Regions from separate parts of the Macaca mulatta genome. Here region 1 is linked to region 2. The links are chromatin contacts, called in public Micro-C maps. All regions are on one chromosome and are shown on one strand. Each heading gives the region's core, a stretch centred on a gene start, on an enhancer-like site or on the middle of the called end of the contact. The rest is flanking DNA. Distances are from core to core; before and after follow the strand shown. Region 1 has its middle 97 kb from the start of TNIK. Region 2 overlaps TNIK (TRAF2 and NCK interacting kinase).

Region 1 (5,167 bases), core at 200-2,699, 370 kb after region 2:
AGATCACACCATTGCCCTCTGCGGTCTAGCCTGGGTGACGGAGTGAGACTCCATGTAAAAAAAAAAAAAAAAAAAAAAGAATGAGGATCTATGAAAATAGTCCTTTGTCATCTTTTTCAGCCCCAATAGAGGAAGGTTTCCAGTGAGTTGGGCCATGAAGATGGAGCAGAGAGTATTGCGCTATCTACCTGACATAACTGGCCTTTCTAGGAGATGTTGTTTGCTCCTAAAGAGATAGAGAAGGGGAATGATCCTTTTCTGCCCACTCCCTGACAAAAAGCATACATAACACAATCCCTATGGGAAAGAAGGGCCAAGGGAAGGCGGGGCACCCAGTCAGCTCCTCAGATGGTCTTCCCATTCCTCAGAGTGAGGGCCACTACTACTCCTACCCCATAGTTTGAGTTGCCAAATTTGACTAAGGCAGAAAGCCCATGTGCCTGACTCCTGAGGATGACCTGCTACCCATCTGGCTCCTTTGGGGTCAACTCTGGCTGAAATGGGATGAAATCTGGGCCTCGCCTGCCTCAGGGATGGGGCCTGTGCTAAGTCCCAGGAGTCCGTGCTCACCTGCCCTGTATTGCTAAGCACAGAGCATCATGCAGTATACCTGAACCCCTAGGTGTACTAATCCATCTTCTTTCTGGATATACGAATCCAAACTTATTTGTTGGGATATTGATTTATTTAGAAAATTAAAAATATATTTTGCTCATCTTTTCTTATTACCAAGACAAAATCTGTCCATTGTAGAAAATTTGGAAAATAAAGATACGTACCTAGAAGAAAAAAGAAGAATAAATAAATAAAGAGAACACAAAAAAACACACTGACTCACCAGAGATAAGGACTGTTAATACTTCATGTTGGTCTTTTTGGTCCCTTTTTACAAATATTTATGTGCAAGTATATGCAGTATATTATAATGTTAATTATTTCATAACCTGTATCTTAATACATAGTGATCATCTTTCCATATTATTAAATATTTATTCCTCCCAAACAGCACTTTTTGGCACTGCCAGTTGGCTGCCTCACAGTGACACCAACCTCAACATGAACTGCCCATTTATAACCTAATCTTGAGATGTAGGGAAGATTATGGAACGTTTTGCTAAGGAAGGGTGTTCAGAAACTTCAAGACATTCAGAGAAAAGACTTTCACAATAGACACAATATGAAATATGGACCTAGGAAATCCATGTGCTTTTTATGAGAACCTTCATGCAGCAGGAAAGAAAGCAAGAATGACAGAGGATCACCCAGAGACTTATCACTTAGAGCCAGCACACATCATAGACAAGTCCCAGGGCTGAGGCGACAGCAGAAAGGGCTGCACACTGCCAGGAAATCGTCCTGCTTAGTGAGGCAGAAGCAGACGAAGCCACTTCAGGTCAAGCTGTAGCCAGCACAACTCTGTGGTCAGGGTGCCATTTTCCTATTTCTTCCTCTGCCCGAATGAGGGTCAGGTAGAAAGGGCTGACTGCCCTCTTGAAAAGTGAGTGCTCAGAAAGATTACAAAGTCTTTCATAAGAAGTGACAACTGTGAAGTGAGAGAGAAGATGCAAGGTAAGCCCCACACAGAGCTAGAAGTTCATAGCCTGTGACTGGGGAGATTGTATCTTTAACTTTTGGATTTCTAAGGACATTTAAAACCTTCCAGAATCATGACTGCTCTGGAGGCACTTCTGTGTCTCCATAGCAACAGGCTTCCTGCTGCAAGGTAAACCTGGCTTTGCTGCTCTGGTTTCTGTTTGGTGCTGAACACACATGCTTGATAATTGAAGGCCTGAAGAATGCTCCTCTGTCATCCTTTTTAGCCCATATGGAGGAAGCTCTTCAATGAATGGGGCTATCAAGATGGAGCAGAAGTATTTCACTACCTATATAGGTGATTTTCTCTGAGCAGACAGTCTCTTTCCCAACTTTGGAATCAAGCCAGGCCAATGACTGTAACTGGGGACTTCCAAAGTTCCAGAAAGCGTTTCCTTGAGAGTTGTTTCTGCCTTATTCTTTGCAAGAGAAACTGCTAGGGTTTGCTAGGGACATTATGCTGTCCAAGGTGAAGGTTAGCAACAAAATATGTAATTTTCTTCTTCTTTTTAGTTGCCGAAGCCACAGATACTGTGGGAGCAACTGTTTGCTTCTACTGACACTGTTATCCCTGATAACTGTATTGTAATCTGTGCTTTCTAACTGACCTGGTTTTGAAAGGAGATAAAATGGGCAACACCTTGTTGGGAAAAATAACCATAATATCATTAATTTTGATAAGAACTTGTAGAAAAACAAAGGATGGAAAATCAGTTTTTTAACATGAATCCAACATAACTGAGTCCATACTGTGGATTCAGTTTCTTTTTAGGTTATCCAATTCATTTATTCATTCATTCACAACTAAGAATTAAGCTTTGCCACTGTGCATGATACTGTAGGAGATGCAGAGATGAAAAAAGACACAGCTCTACTCTTTACCACCTGGTAGCAAGGGAGACAAACCAAGTTTACAAGCAAACATATTATATAATTTAATAAGAGCCCTAAGAGAAGTAAAGATAAATTCTACGTGAGTTTAAGAAAGGAGCCAGGCACAGTGGCTCTGGCTGGGTGCAGTGGGTCATGCCTGTAATCCCAGCAATTTGGGGGGCCAAGAGGGGTGGACCACTTGAGGTCAGGGGTTAGAGCCCAGCCTGACCAACATGGTGAAACCCTATCTCTACTAAAGAAATACAAAATTAGCCAGGCATGGTGGCATACATTTGTAATCCCAGCTATTTGGGAGGCTGAGACAGGGGAATTGCTTGAACCCAGGAAGCGGAGGTTGCAGTGGGATGAGATCACACCATTGCACTCCAGCCTGGAAAACAAGAGTGAAACTCTGTCAAAAAAAAAAAAAAGGGGGAGAAGAAGAAGGGGAGGGATTTTGTAGTTTGAAGGTTCAAGGAAGACTCATGAAGGAGTCTTTGAACTGGACCCTAAACGATGTGGTGGGATGAGTGACAGGCAATTCCAGGCCCAGAGTGAGAAAGTTCAAATCTGTGGCAAACAGTAAGTAGTTTTGTAGACTTAGGTATAGGGTGCAAGCAGAGAAAAGTAAGTACAAAATAAGATTAAAAAGGAAAGTTGAATGTATATTTTGGAGGATCTTGAATATCAAGCTAAGCAGTTGGAATTTTTTTCCAACAGTTGCATGGCACCATCAGAGCACAGAGCTGATGTGGTATCAGAGGGTGACATGGACTGGAGGAAAATGAGGGATGAGAGGTGGGGAGGCTACTGGTGCAGTGCAGGTAGGAGTTAACAGGGCCTGAAGTAGGACAATGACAGCCCAACTAGGAGGCAGAGGCAGAATTCTCAAAGCTTAGCAACAAACTGGATGGGGGGTCATGGAGCCAAGGATTTATGCCAATGACATTCTCTAGGTCAGTGGTTCTCAAGCATTAGCACATCAGAATCACTTGGAGGGCTTGATAAAACGCAGATTATAGGCTCCACTCTCAGAATCTCTGATTCAGGTCTGGGGTGGAAGGAAGAAATCCAATTCCAGCATGTTTCCAGGAGATGACAAGGTTGCCGGTCTGGGGACCACACTTTCAGTACTGCTGCTCCAGGTGCTCTGTGGCTCACCCTCGTGACCGAACAGAAGCAACTGCAAAGGGACAAGGAAGGCAGAAGAGGCAATAACTAGAACCAACACGTGTGGATTGGAGGAGACTTTTCTTGTCCTTTAAATCTATAGCATACACATGCCTGGGGCAAAAGGGCTCAGGTAAAAATGCTTACTGCATGCAAAGACATTTGTATTAACAGATCCATCACAGCAGAGAAGGTCTCTAATTTAGGCTTACCACCCCCCCCCTTTTTTTTTTTGAGATGGAGTCTCACTCTGTTGCCCAAACTGGAGTGCAGTGGCTCAATCTTGGTTTGCTGCAACCTCCATCTCCTGGGTTCAAGCAATTCTGCTTCAGCCTCCCGAGTAGCTGGGACTACAGGCACATGCCACCATGCCCAGCTAATTTTTGTTTTTTTACTACAGATGGCATTTTACCATATTGGGCAGGCTGGTCTCGAACTCCTGACCTCATGATCCGCCCGCCTTGGCCTCCCAAAGTGCTGGGATTACAGGTGTGAGCCACTGCGCCTGGCTGCCCTCCCACTTTTTTTTTTTCTTAAAAATATATACGTCCTTTTCTTATGGGAAGGTTATAATGTAATGTTGAAATCAACAGCCTTGGGTTCAAATCCTGCTGTGCCCCTTGGGCCAATGACTTAACTTTTTGAAGTCTCAGTGATTCTATATTAAAACTGAGATAACAATGCCTAGGGAACAGTGTTGTGAGGAATAAATGTGGAAAGCACTTGGGACCATGCCTGCAGCATTGTGGGGCTCAGTGGATTCTGATTTTCTCCCTACTCCAACCCTTCCAGTGGGAATGAAGAGGATGCATCCCCAGCGGAAAGCTGTGGAAACAGGAGTTGGTCAAACAGCCCCTCAGGGACACCCGAGGCCCCACAGTCATCCTGTCACGTCTTTGGATCAAGCATCACCCTTTTATACCTCTCTTTACAAATGCCATCATGTTGAATCTCCAAAGAACATGGCAAAATTAGTTTTTCCGGTATTTTCTGCCTGCTGGGAAGGGATGGGATAGGGACTCAGAGGGCGGAGGCATGACAACAAAGGAAAGTTTTGACTCCGGTGGAATTTTATTGTGACCACGTGGGCCTGACCAGGGCAGCCATCCTTGCAGGCCTTGAGGCTTTGATCCTGGAGATAAGGGTCTGGTGAACCTCAGAGGATTTTCAGAGTAGCTCTTGTGCCGCAGTAAAGATATTAGCCGGTAAGCATTTTTTCTTTAACCAGATAAATCTGGTATCATAACATCCCCAGACATAAAAGCAGAATGCAGACTTGGCATTGAATCACAGAGGGAGGAACGTCTCAGACTGAGCCTGTGCCATGGGAACCTGATGGCAAACAGGGCCTGGAGCCCCTCCCCCCACATTCTGGAGAAAGGGTTTGGGAAAAGGACAGCCCCTTCAGTTCAACCAGATGGAGCAAGGAAGTAGGGGGTAGATTGGAGGAAAGTGGGGACACACACAGGTGATTCTCCTCCTCTGGGCTGATCAAACCAAATATACAGGTTATAGGTTAGTGGGAAGGTGA
Region 2 (4,987 bases), core at 885-3,384:
CCTTCTATCAGAAACAGCATGTACAGATACAGCTTGACTAACTCCTTATACACAATGGATAGTCTATAAACATGCACTGAATGAATGAATAAATGATTTTGAAAATCAGCATATTGTCAAGTTGTCCCCTGGTTACAGGTCACATTCCTAAGGATACTGAACAGAAAAGGGGATAATATATGGTGCCAAGAAAGAAGTAGTAAGGTTATTTAAAGATCAGCATCTTTTCCGGCCCACAGTAAACCTGTGTAAGTGGATGAAATAAATCTGCAAAAATCCCCAAACCTTCTACTATACCCCAACAGGGTATGGCTTGGTTTTGTTATTTATTATTTACTATTTGATTTGTCTAAGATGTCTTTGAAGACCACTATGAATTTTTTTTTTTTTTTTTTTGTTGAGACAGTCTCGCTTTGTCGCCCAGACTGGAGTGCAGTGGCCGGATCTCAGCTCACTGCAAGCTCCACCTCCCGGGTTCACGCCATTCTCCTGCCTCAGCCTCCCGAGTAGCTGGGACTACAGGCGCCCGCCACCTCGCCCGGCTAGGTTTTTGTATTTTTTAGTAGAGACGGGGTTTCACCGTGTTAGCCAGGATGGTCTCGATCTCCTGACCTTGTGATCTGCCCGTCTCGGCCTCCCAAAGTGCTGGGGATTACAGGCTTGAGCCACCGCGCCCGGCCTGAATTTTTTTTAAAACCGAAAATAATTCAGTATTATAAAGTCCTCCGTGGAAAAGTCTTCCTTATTCATTCTTTTGTCATCCTCCTCTTTTTACCCATGGCAAATAACCAGTGAAGCTCATATCCCTGCCATGACTTTTTCCTCCTCTTGCACAACCTACATTCCTGACAATCCTGTTAAACTAATTTGCACTAAGGTCTAAATGACTGACATAGTTGAACCTATTCTATCAGGATTCTTTATTAAAAAAGAAAAAACACAACAGACATTCATCTTCAATCTTTTTAATGTCTCAGGATACTTTTATAGCCAGGTGAACCTTCCAGTACCTCTGAAATCACTGTGCAGCATGACGACCTCTGTGGCTACTCATGCACTAGGCTTTGCCCATACCTAGACTTATGCACTGGTCTCATACCATTTACAGTGATTTTAAACTATACTCCTCAGCCATAATCTGAGGAAAGAGGACCAAAATATCAGTTTAATTCCAAGCTTTGCTTGGCCAGAAGGAAAGCCTCTTCTAGATACCCTACTGAAAACAAGTCAGTGGTAGGCACCCACTTTATTTACATAACAAAAGTCCCATATATAGTGTAGTCAGTCACAATACTTAAAAGATTAAGCTGAGGGTGAAAGCTGCAAACACTGATTCCCCATGCTATGTTACATAGTAATCTAGAATATCTGTGGCCCAGATATAGACTAGTTAGCACTTGTTAGGTATAACTATGGTTTGAAGAATTGCTTGTAGCTAATCATGACACACATATCTGGCCTGGGATGTATATTTTGTAGTGGTTTCTCTGAAGAGATTTGCAAATGGAATTATTTAAATATGCTTATCATTAGCAGTTTAAAAAATGACACTTATTTTGGCAGGAGATTAATTTTTAACTTGGCAGCTGTTTTCAGACAGATTGTTGTCAGGTTATTACAGTGACTAACTTTGAAGGAAGGAGGAAATTTATGGGAGATTATTACGTTTTCAGACCTTCAAGCTTACAATTCCCAAAAGAGGCAAATTTTCTGTCAACACTGAGATACGGGGCCTCAAAAATGCTGCAATGTTTGCAATGCATCTTTAAGACTTGATTTCAGTAATAACCCCACATGTCGAGAACTAAAAATATTCCTTAAAAGTGAAATTCTCCAAATATACTGTTCAATTGGTAAATTGGAGATTTATATGGAAGTACATTACAGAGGAGCAAGGTAATATATTGGAAAGGGCTCTGAACAGAAAGCTTGGAGACCTGCGTTCAGGTGCTAACTCTGAGATGATCACTAACCCGGTGGGCACCTGCAGATCTCGGCCTCAGTTTCCTCATCTGTTAGATGAGAGTATTTACAGAGGATCATTAAAGTGTTTTGGTGAAAAGTCCATGCACCTCTGAAACCAGCGCAGGTAGATCAAGTTTTGCCCAAGTTGTCCTGTAATGCACACAAAGACCACAGGGTGTCTCTCTACCTAATGCACAGCCTGGAAACCCACACACAGTTACCAGATCCCATTGCCCCTAATTTTATTGTCTTGACTTTCAGTCACCATTCGTTAGAAAGCCATGTCACCTAAAAGCCCAGACAATAAAACTGAGGGGCAATAACCCAAATTTATGTTTGGTTATTGGCTAGCAGAATAGAAAAGAGAAGGGCTTCTTGGAGAAATCTACTTGAACACAGCTTTGAATTTATTAGCAAATTTCTAGTTTATAATATAAAGTAACAAGTCACAAATCAAATTTCTATGAAACATCAGGATACACGACAGAAAGACCATAAAGTAGTCACCAATATTCCATCTGATTCCCTCTCATGAAAAAGAAACCCCAGATAATTATACTTCGAGCATCGTAGACGTGAGTAAGTCAGATTATTCTCAATCAGAAAAAGATGGCCCAAGATAACAAATTCACATCTTAGTTTAACGTAAAAAGCTCTCAGAATATACACTCTTCCAAAAATCTCAACCATAACCAACATGGAAATCTAATGTATTTTCCAATAAGAAGAAGCAAGAGTAAATTCAAAAAAATATAAAAAATGATTTAAACATTTTTTTTTAAAACAAACAGGCAATCAAATAAGATAGGTGAATTCATTAAAAAGATCCCCACTTGAATGTCTTGTAAGTCTTAAACTCAAATAATGTTCTTCAGTTCTCCCTTTGGGTCACATGAATCATAAATATAAAGGCACATAAGAATCTCCCGCTGCAAGACTCAGGATAATATGGTAGGCATAGGTTTGAAACACAACAAAGAAGTCATACCTTGAAATCGTATGTGGCATCTGGGTTTTCGTCACAGGCAATAACTTCTGGTGCCATCCAGTAGGGAGTTCCAATGAAAGTATTCCTCCTGCCCACAGTTCGATCAAGCTGGGCACTGACTCCAAAGTCCACTATTTAAGAGGAGAAAAGTAAATAAAGTCTATGATCTTAGGTTTTATAGAGCAATAAAATGAATGTGAATTATTTTATTGTGGTAAAATGTACATAACATAAAGTATATAATTTTGACCATTTTAACGGGTACATTTCTGGGGCACTAAGTACATCCACATTGTTGTGCAAACTTCACCACTATCCATCTCCAGAATTTCTCATCTTCCCCAGCTGAAACTTTGTACCTATTAAACAATAGCTCCCAATTTCCCTTGCCCCAACCCCTGGCAATCATTCTACTTTCCCTCTCTATAAATTTGACTATTCTCACTACCTTGTATAAGTGGAATCATACAATATTTGTCTTTTTGTGACTGGCTTATTTCATTTAGTATAATGCTGTCAAGGTTCATCCACATTGTAGCATGTGTTAGAATTTCCTTCCTTCTCAAGGTTAAATAATATTCCATTGTATTTTTGGACCACATTTGGTTTATCTGTTCACCTGTTGATGGGCACCTGGGTTGCTTCTATCTTTTCTATACTATGAATATGTTTTTAAACTGCATGTGTAACTGGATGAGGTGTACCAATGAGGAAGGCACAAAGAGTTACATTTGGTTACACCAAGGCTTCACAAGGACCAAAAATAGGTGTTAAAAAAAAAAGTAAGCTTGGTTGTCATAAAGGGTAGTATTTTGGGGATACGAAGCAAGTGATTAAAAGCAAAAGTCTGGAGTCAGACTGCCTAAGTTTGTATCTCATTTCTGCCACCTACTAGTGGTATGACCTAGGGCTAGTAGATCAATCTCTCTGAGCTTCGGTTTCCTAATCTGTAAAATGAGGATGATGACATCTACACAGAGTTGCTCTGATGTTTATGAGAGATAATCTATAGAAAATTGTCATACAGGGCCTGGCATATAATAAACACTCAACAAGTAACTGTTAATTAGTGATGCAAGAAAGCTCTCAGGGTAGCTTATCTAGTTGATACATATATAACTGCTTAGCCTATATAATGCATACTTTTGTTTTTAAAAGAGAATATTCATGAGATGAGAAAGTTTGGCCCCAAATGTTAACTAAGAAAAAAAATGAGTATCATATATTTCAACAAAAAGGAAGAGCAAATGTTTGAGATATAAACATAGAAGATGTTTAAATCTCTTTGAAAACATACAATCATATGGACAGTGATCCTTTTCTAGATGACGAGTCACATATCCTACTGGATATTTTTCAATTCATGCTCTTACTCATATACACCAAACAGTCAAATGCATGTGGTAATTCTCTACTTTATTTGGACAGTCCCAGATTTGTTGCGGAAAGAGCTCTAATAGATACGCCAAAGAAAAGGATTCTCCCACTGATGCAAGTGGAGGTAATCAGTATGCACCTAAAGGAAAATATTGAGCATTCATTTTGTACAGGAGCCCAAGGTAGTAACAAAATCAATGTAAATATAACTTAAACCTACAGGAAGATAGCAGGAATTGATTATTCTGAATATGCCTAACTGGGTATATTTTCATGGAAAAAAAATTGGGTCCTAGTGCTCTGTTATAGCAGCAACAATATAAACAAACTGTAAGATATAGGAGGCCATTTCAAACTTTGTCACTTCTAATCTTTGCTGAAACAAAGAAACTCAATTATTTCTATATATTGATTAAGCCAGTGGTTCTGTTCCCACATTATATATAATTCATTCCTCAGAATGCCTTGAGAAAATATTTTTTAAAATAGACAAACATTTTCCTTTCTATTTTTAGGGCAATGCCCTCCAAATCCACAGTGGCAAATTAACATTAATTTTTTAGAGCTGTTAATATAATCTCATCACTTCCTGCAATTCCAAGGCTCACAGGATTCTGCTCTTACCGAGTTTAACTTCTGCATTTTCAGTCAGCAAGA

Evidence for each region. Hi-C and Micro-C count contacts between places; a contact is called where the count stands out from the background.
Region 1: a contact with region 2 is called in a Micro-C map of CD4 T cells, with 12 times the contacts expected there. The contact joins two enhancer-like sites. A contact is called at or near these places in 5 of 14 Hi-C or Micro-C datasets (CD4 T cells, cortical neurons, fetal cortex germinal zone and 2 more).

The regions. Positions count from the first base shown.
Region 1 is chr2:83,240,277-83,245,443 of T2T-MMU8v2.0, forward strand. No RefSeq gene overlaps it. Among named protein-coding and RNA genes, the nearest start is that of TNIK, 97 kb to the left of the region's middle. Within about 2 kb of position 1,450, at least 8 of the 40 cell types and tissues checked have an H3K27ac peak or open chromatin away from gene starts, as enhancers often do. A contact at or near this core is called in CD4 T cells, where this site is marked.
Region 2 is chr2:82,874,162-82,879,148 of T2T-MMU8v2.0, forward strand. TNIK (TRAF2 and NCK interacting kinase) reads right to left here. Exons shown (of 31, transcript NM_001261217.1): 6 at 4,955-4,987; 7 at 2,954-3,084. Among named protein-coding and RNA genes, the nearest start is that of MIR569, 93 kb to the left of the region's middle. Within about 2 kb of position 2,135, at least 5 of the 40 cell types and tissues checked have an H3K27ac peak or open chromatin away from gene starts, as enhancers often do. A contact at or near this core is called in CD4 T cells, where this site is marked.